Regions from separate parts of the Zea mays genome. Here region 2 is linked to region 1. The links are chromatin contacts, called in public Hi-C maps. All regions are on one chromosome and are shown on one strand. Each heading gives the region's core, a stretch centred on a gene start, on an enhancer-like site or on the middle of the called end of the contact. The rest is flanking DNA. Distances are from core to core; before and after follow the strand shown.

Evidence for each region. Hi-C and Micro-C count contacts between places; a contact is called where the count stands out from the background.
Region 2: a Hi-C map of tassel shows a contact between it and region 1, with 3 times the contacts expected there. The contact joins the promoter of LOC100192094 here to the promoter of LOC100217097 in region 1. A contact is called at or near these places in 9 of 25 Hi-C or Micro-C datasets (bundle sheath, ear, endosperm and 2 more).

What each region holds. Positions count from the first base shown.
Region 1 is chr3:155,925,256-155,929,292 of Zm-B73-REFERENCE-NAM-5.0, forward strand. LOC100217097 reads left to right here and starts at 2,480. Exons shown (of 8, transcript NM_001143466.2): 1 at 2,480-2,852. The coding sequence starts at 2,804.
Region 2 is chr3:156,063,737-156,067,306 of Zm-B73-REFERENCE-NAM-5.0, forward strand. LOC100192094 (lipase) reads left to right here and starts at 1,301. Exons shown (of 10, transcript NM_001137517.1): 1 at 1,301-1,789; 2 at 2,648-2,727; 3 at 2,881-2,946; 4 at 3,036-3,083; 5 at 3,164-3,231; 6 at 3,465-3,537. The coding sequence starts at 1,723.

The DNA of each region.
Region 1 (4,037 bases), core at 1,230-3,729:
TATTATGATTATGGTTTGATAGTATTTGGATTGTCGACGGGATATTGACATAGCTTAGGTCTTATTCGATTATTCCTATCATATATGGATTAGATGAGATTAAAAAATATAAAAGATTTTGACTTATTTGAGATTTAAGCCTACTTAAGGTCTTGTTCGGTCTGAGGTGGATTGATAGGGATTGGAAGGATTTTTTTTATAGGAGGGGGTTTTAATCCCCTCTAATCCCGCTCAATCCAACCTTAACCAAACAAGGCCTAAATCTCACCCAACATACATGGATTGAGAGCAAAAGGAACAAACCCTTATATTGTTATTCATTGTCTCTACATGAAATTGTCAAAAAAAATGACGAATGATTGTGTCTATCTACACCCCCTTAAGCAATGGTAGAGTAAGGCAATTAAGATAGTGTGTCATGTTCTGAATAAAGTGTCCACAAAAACAAAAAATCATTTAAGAAATAAAATATCCACTTATAGTTAACAATTATAAGGGGGTAGTTTATTTAAAATATTAGGTGAGGTGAGTGGTTGCACATTTGGTTTTCCTTTTAATCTCTTTATTAAAAAGGCCCGGGGCTGCAATCTTTTATATATATACTTATATACATACCCTAAAGTCTGAAAGCGTTTGTTGGACCACTTTTTCTTTTAAAAAAAAATACGATACATAGCATGAGCACAAAAGCCAAATAAGTATATACATACAGAGAGAGAAAGGACGTACTAACCCTCCTTATATTGCCAAACAGCTGTTTACGTGCAAAGGCGATCGACTCAACAATAATATCTAGCACTGGCTTTTGGCAAAAGAAGTGCTTTACTACAATTTAAACAACTCTTAATCATGAACCCGTGCCATTACATCATTGGATTAATTAAACTAAATAAAGAGAGTGCACGAGGACAAATGTAGGTTTCTTCCGCTCTTCCCTATACTACGGCTTGCTCCACACCAAGATGGTGGCTGTCAATCATCAAAGTTGCTAAACCAAATCACATCATCTTACTTCTAATAAAGAATTACTAATTGTCTGCTGTAAATTAATATATATAAGATGAACCGACTTGAACCAGAGAAAACTGGTGTACTAACCTACTTTTAGATCAGAATCACAATGCCAAACTGTTTTATTACCGACCCAGTTCTGAATCAAAACTGCTTGATGCACTCTTCAAGCAAGAACCAGAGATTGTTGAACAAAACTTTTTAAGAACCAGCGCGCGGGGTGGTGAGAGATTGATGTTAGATGCATCGTTATTTTTTTTTCTTTTCTTCCTAATGATAAAAAGGACACGAACCAGTGGCACATATCTCGTTTTTTGCCAATGGAATTGGCGGGTGGATGATTTTCGAGACTATTCCTCCCCTGTTGCTACATTTATGGAGAAAATAGATTCAGATAAGAACTTTGTAAAGTTTAGAAACTTGATTTAAGGAGTTTTTTTGTTAATGTTTCTCTAAACCAAAATATAGGACATGTTTTTCTGGGACTAGTGGAGATGCCTTAGGGCATGTACAGTGGAGAGACACCAAAACGGTTCTCCAAGCAGAGGAGACAACTAAGAGACTCTATTGTACAATGGAGTGTCTATAAACGTAGTCTATTAATAAATACAGAATTAAATGTATTTGTATAGCATCAGATCGATAGAACAGACGACAAATTCGTACAGTAGGAAGTGAGGCGTCTGTTGTTACTTGGTTTACGAGCCAGAGGCGTCTCTTCACGGAGAGACGGCTCTAAGATTTTTTTGCAAATAACCCTCTAAAACACCTTAAGAGCCCCCACATTAAACACCACTGTACATGCCCTTAGATGCTCGCCCTTGCACGTTGACACGTCGCTACCCCATTTACCTGTGCCAAGTGCCAACTGCCAACACAGATAACTTGACACAGTAATAAAACAACAAGAAACGAAGATCACCACCACCGGAGCAAGCACGCGGCCAAATCAAATCAAAGCAAAGCCGCAGCTTCCGCAAATCCGAACCGGCCAGCTCTCCTTTGCAGACGTGCAGCATCCGGGCTGACGGTGACCAGCCAACCCGGTGCGCGCGTCCAGCCTCCACTCTCCAGGTGGCGCCGCCCTACTGGACCCACCGTACCGTTTGCGTTTGACGAGCACGAATCCCCCGTCCCCGCACTGGTATGCTTTGCTCCTCCAGCCGACACGGCGGTGAAGGCGGCGTGGTCCACCTGGCAGCCTTCGCTTCAGAAACCCACCCCCAATCTATCGCGGATTTACGAACGAGGGCTACTTCCGTCGTGAGCAAGTGAAGGGTGTGTCACTGCGGTGGACGTGGACTGGTGGGAGTAGTGCGTACTGCGTAGGGACCAATCTGCAAAAGGTTCTGTCAGCTGGACCCCACACCGCGAAAAAGGAGGCCCCACACAGCCAGGCCCAGACCTGGGATACGCTCCGCGTCCCCTAGGTACTCCCAACTCCCTCCCAAACCCCGTCCAGCCCAGCCGTCCCACCACTTCGTCAAAATCGGCGCGGTGCGACGAGAGCGACCGCCTTCCGCCCTTTCCTTCTTCCCTCCCGTCGTCTTCACTCCGACGCCTCCCCTGCCGCTACCGCTATTGCCTATTGGGAGGGCGGTCCCTGTCGCGCGCGACGCCGAGGCTTCGTGACGGGGACACGCTGCTAATTTGTAGCGCACCACACGCCGGCTCGGCCTCGGTTGCGCCTCGCCTCGCATCGCATCGCCTCGCCACGCCACGCCAGGGGATTACTGGCGGGCAGCGCTCGTGCTTGTTGTGCAGCCGGTGCGTCTGCTCGTGGCCTGCGGCGATGGGGCAGGACCTCGTCGAGATCCACCCGCGCGAGCTCCAGTTCACATGTAAGTCCCCGCGCCCGCTCGCCTGGCCTCATCTGCCCACGCCGACGAACCGCACATGACGCTGCCGCCGGCGCCGTGCTTGGCTTGCGGGGCGTGCCTGTCTGCTTCGCTTCCGTCTTCCGTTGGCTTTGCTCACGTTTTCTCCCCCTGTCGCGGATCGTCCGTGTGTGTGTGTGTGTGGCGCCAAGGTTTATGCATGACGCTGTCTGATGATTCGAGTTTTTTTTTTTTGCGGATTTGATGGTTTCCTGCGCGTGCGTTGAATTGATGATCATAGGCGCGGAGTGAACTAGTACTGTTGCGTTTGCTTTGGGGGATCGGTTTCCGAACCTGCGATGTACTCGATGGAGTAGGAGCCAAGCTAAAACCCCATCGTGAATCCGGGACGCAAACGGTTTCGTCCACCTTGCTTTCTCAGACTCGGTTGTAACGGTTCCATGAACTTTAGAGGATCACCTCGCAGAATCTCTCTCTCGGCAGATTTTCGAGGATCCAGACCCAAATCGAGGCAACAAGCCTAGCCTTTACTTTGTCAGTAATGTGTGGCAGTGCCGACTGTAGAGCCTGTATCTTTTCTTCCACCCCACTACTTTAGTTGGTTGCTTCCATTCTGTTCGTTTGGTCACATACAGGTAGGCTTTGTGGTGCGAGTGGTTGTAAAAGTCCGGTGGCTGCTGCTGCTGGTGGGGCGTGTGTCAGCGTGTTAGGGAAGCATGGAAGGACCTGCTTGGATGTTGGCTCTTGTTAACATGAATGAAAGCGCACTAACGGCTCACACTACGCCTGATATTAATTTGTGTTGAGAGAAGGGCCTTGATGACAGGAAAAGTGTGGTAAGCTTTATTATGAACATGATACATTATTTGGTATCCCTAAACTACAAATGTGTTGCGTTGCGCTTGGGCCGGACCTGGATCAGAGTACAATCATAGCTGTAACTGATTCTGTCTCAAAAAGGTTGGGTTGCACTATTATGTGAAAAATAGAAAAAGACACAATGAGTATGCTAAAAGTAATAGTTGAGGAACCTGTAGTGAAATGGTATGTTACTGATCGATCTATAAGAAAGTGCACTTGAGTTTTTTTATTTTTCCCATCACTATTTTTGCTCTGGCCTTTGTGAATACAGGTAACACATTAGTCAAACATCTGCGTTATCAAATGGACTTTGTGACTCTCACAGGA
Region 2 (3,570 bases), core at 51-2,550, 140 kb after region 1:
AATGTTTCCAAGCCAAACCTTTAAAAGTCTAGAGAATGTTACTTATTTGCTCCATTTTTTCTTCCAAAAGACTAATTAACTTAGCATCAAAAGATAACTAGATAATACCTCAATTTCCACCCGAAACTAAATTAGCATAAAAAGCTAAGTAATTTGGTGGCGCTAATAAATCAATTGTTGGCACATGAGCAAGTTACGTCCAGCTCATGCGTGCCTCCAACTAATTGATAGGATAGGTCTGCACGGATGTGTTGCACTGCATGTTTCAATCAAGATAGTTAAAACAGAATGATCTTCAGAAAGGAGAAAAATCTGTTTGGTGAGCCAGGCCAGTGGCTGATCGCTAACGCTCACCTAGCTCGTTCAAGCCATGCATTCCTCAACGTTCCCATCGTCGCAACTCAGTTGCTCTTGACATTTTTTGCTATTATACTGTTAGTACTCAGCAAAATGGAAAACTTTTATGGTCCAAAATATTTTTGTAGGCTTTTCAATTAGTCTACAAAAATTAAATAATTTCTGTCGGTCGAGAAGCAACCAACAAAAACTATTAAATTTGAAATAAAGATGGTTATTTAAGTTATGTAATAAAGAAGTCATATAGCAGCATTTGATTTGAAACAAATATTTGAAAATAATACTTTGAGCCACGTTGAGAAGAAAGCAAAGTATTTTCATTTTTGGGCAAGCCTTATGGGTGTCGATGATCAAATGATAGTAATAAGGGTTGGTTTTAGATTAAATAACGAAACTCAAATCAGTTTTGGTAATATAAATAAATGGTTAGGACGTCATGCTTTTAAAACCCGTCACCCAAACCTCTCTATATATACATACTATGGATGGAGTTTTATTTGTAGTCTTGGACATATCATTAAACGCGTGATTGGTTGTCAGCCTACCGCACGTTGGCCTCCCTCGCTTCTGGCTCACCAGCGATGCCGGCTCGCCACTTCTCCAGAGGTGCAAGCGCATGATGAAGAAAAAGCCTAGACTGAATGAGTGTACGCAAGCCGACATCCTCACATACATGAAACCCAATCAAAATATACAGGTTGTATCTGCACAGATAACCAATCACGTGGTAAATGGTTCCTGGTTGTAGGTTTGAGTTTGTAATAATTAGTCCGATTTTGTTTTCACTGTTAAAAATTGATTGAACCACTAAACTTATATCATATATAGAAAAAACTAGTTAAAATTTTAAGGATCTTTTCATTTTCATCGTCGCCGGTCAGCATCAGACCGCGACCTCCGATCCAAACTCTGATAAGCTTCAGCGGGGCATCCGCGTCATTTCGCACCAACCTTGTTGTTGTTGTTCTTCTATTTCTTAGTATCATAGCACAGTATTTCGTGCTCTCGCTTCGCTCCCTTAATTTATCACCATTCCTAATTTATTCTATTTCTTAGTATCATAGCACAGTATTTCGCTCGCCCCGATTTCCCGACTCTTCCCGTGCCTCAGACAGCATCGGATTGCTTGATCTCGATTGTCAGAATAAGATTCAGCGCAGGTTTGGATTCACCGAATCCACCGATTGCTTGCGCCCCGCGGTCGCGCGCGGCGGAATTTCGGCCGCCGCCAATTCGGGCCTCTCCGGAAGGGTGTCCCCGGTGTGGTTCGCCTAATATCCGCTGCCCTCGTGCGGGACTCCTCGTGATTTTCGGCTGTGCGCTTGGCTTTTCCAGTCCCGTGTTGTGGTTCCAGCCTTTCAGGGGATGGGGCGCCGCGGGTTGCTCAAGGCTGCGCTTCTGCTGTGCTTCCTTGCTGCTTGCTCCGGGAGAGGTGAGAGCAGTTACTCCCCTTTTTTCTGTCTCTTGGTTCCACAATGTTCTATCGAGAGGTTATGCTCTTCGCTGCGTTTAAAGAATTATGGTTTGTTTGGGACCAAGGGGATTGAGAGGCTAAAATCCATTACAATTCAATCAATTTTTAATGGTAATGTATTTTAGCCCCATAAATTCCCTCCAATCCCCTTCTTCCAAACAAGTCCTTAGAGGTGTCTGTTTCACTTAATTTGGGTAGATTTCCTATGAGAGTGGGAGTATCCGTGAGAAAAAAAAAGAAGAAACCATATGCAAAGAACAGACGAGATACTTTTAGTTCGCCTGTTTCTCAGGAGCACCTTAACGAACTGGAAAGGCGTTTCGATTTCAAAAGGTTGATTAAATAAATTAGCGGCAAATTATCATGCTACTTAGTACTTACTATGCAGACACACGTTCTGCCAATACTTTTACGCTGCTGCATTTTAGTAGTATAAAATTGGCCTTGTCCTTGCATTTCGATTCTTCAGGTTTTCTTTTTAGTAGTATAAAATCTGCCTTGCCCCTGCATTTCGATTATTCAGTATTTTAAACAAAAAGTTGGAGCCGTGTCTTGTCAGTATGGTTTGTAGCGTGGTCATAGTCAGTTTCACTCTAACAAGCGACAGATGCGTACAGATTTGATTCAAAGACATCAACATATACCCACTTAATTCAAAATTTCTGTGCAGTTATATTTATGTGTCATTTTTCCATGTTTTACATACCTTCTTTTTTCTGCTAGTTGGTTTGTCTCAACGTATTCATTGTGTTCCATATTACTCCACGGTAGTTTCACAACGAAACTTTGTTGTAACGCTTTGCTTTCGTCAAATAGAACTTACGATCAAACAGAACCCTTCCACTACCATATACAACTCGACTCTTGCCAAGATACTCGTGGAATATGCTTCTGCAGTAAGTTCACTTACCTTTTCCCCCTTGCTTTTTCCTCAATATTCAACTTATTAAACTGTTCCCTCAAAATTCATACGGAAATATGCCACAGTTATTTAGGTTTGCGCCTTTTCTTTAATGTGTTTTGGAGTTAAACATTACGATATTTTGCAGATCTATACTGCCGATTTGACGCAATTGTTTACTTGGACATGTGCCAGATGCGGTGACTTGATCGAGGTAAACCTTCACTACCACTCATGTGCATTCTGAGTTTTGTTATGCAATTTTGGGATGGATGGATGATGGAGCTTTATTGGATGACCTAGGGGTTCGAGATGATAGAGATCATTGTGGATGTCGAGAACTGCTTGCAGGTTCTTCTCCGCTTGCTTTATTCGTACCATTATCTCCCTGCCGTGTAGTATACTCATCGTGTTTTAATGAATACAAGCAGGCATATTTTGGTTTTGCCAGTGACATAAACGCAGTCGTTGTTGTTTTTAGAGGAACTCAAGAGAACAGGTACTGAGCTCATATCCTGTCTTGCTTAGCTCTTAAACATGCTATTCTCATCTCAACTCAGAACTCCGCCATGTCAAATCTTCATTAATCAACCAATTATGTACTGCTATGGTTCATTCATATACATTTATATTCTAGATGTATTTTGACCTTCAGTTGACAGTTTATATCTGTGTGCAATGTGTAAAATGTACTTTGTTACCCCCAACTGTATTGATTATCCAATTTCTCAGCATCCAGAATTGGATAGAGGACTTGTTATGGAAACAACTTGATCTTGACTACCCTGGCATGCCTGAAGCAATGGTGAGTATAGCTTAAGGATCATATTTAAACAGC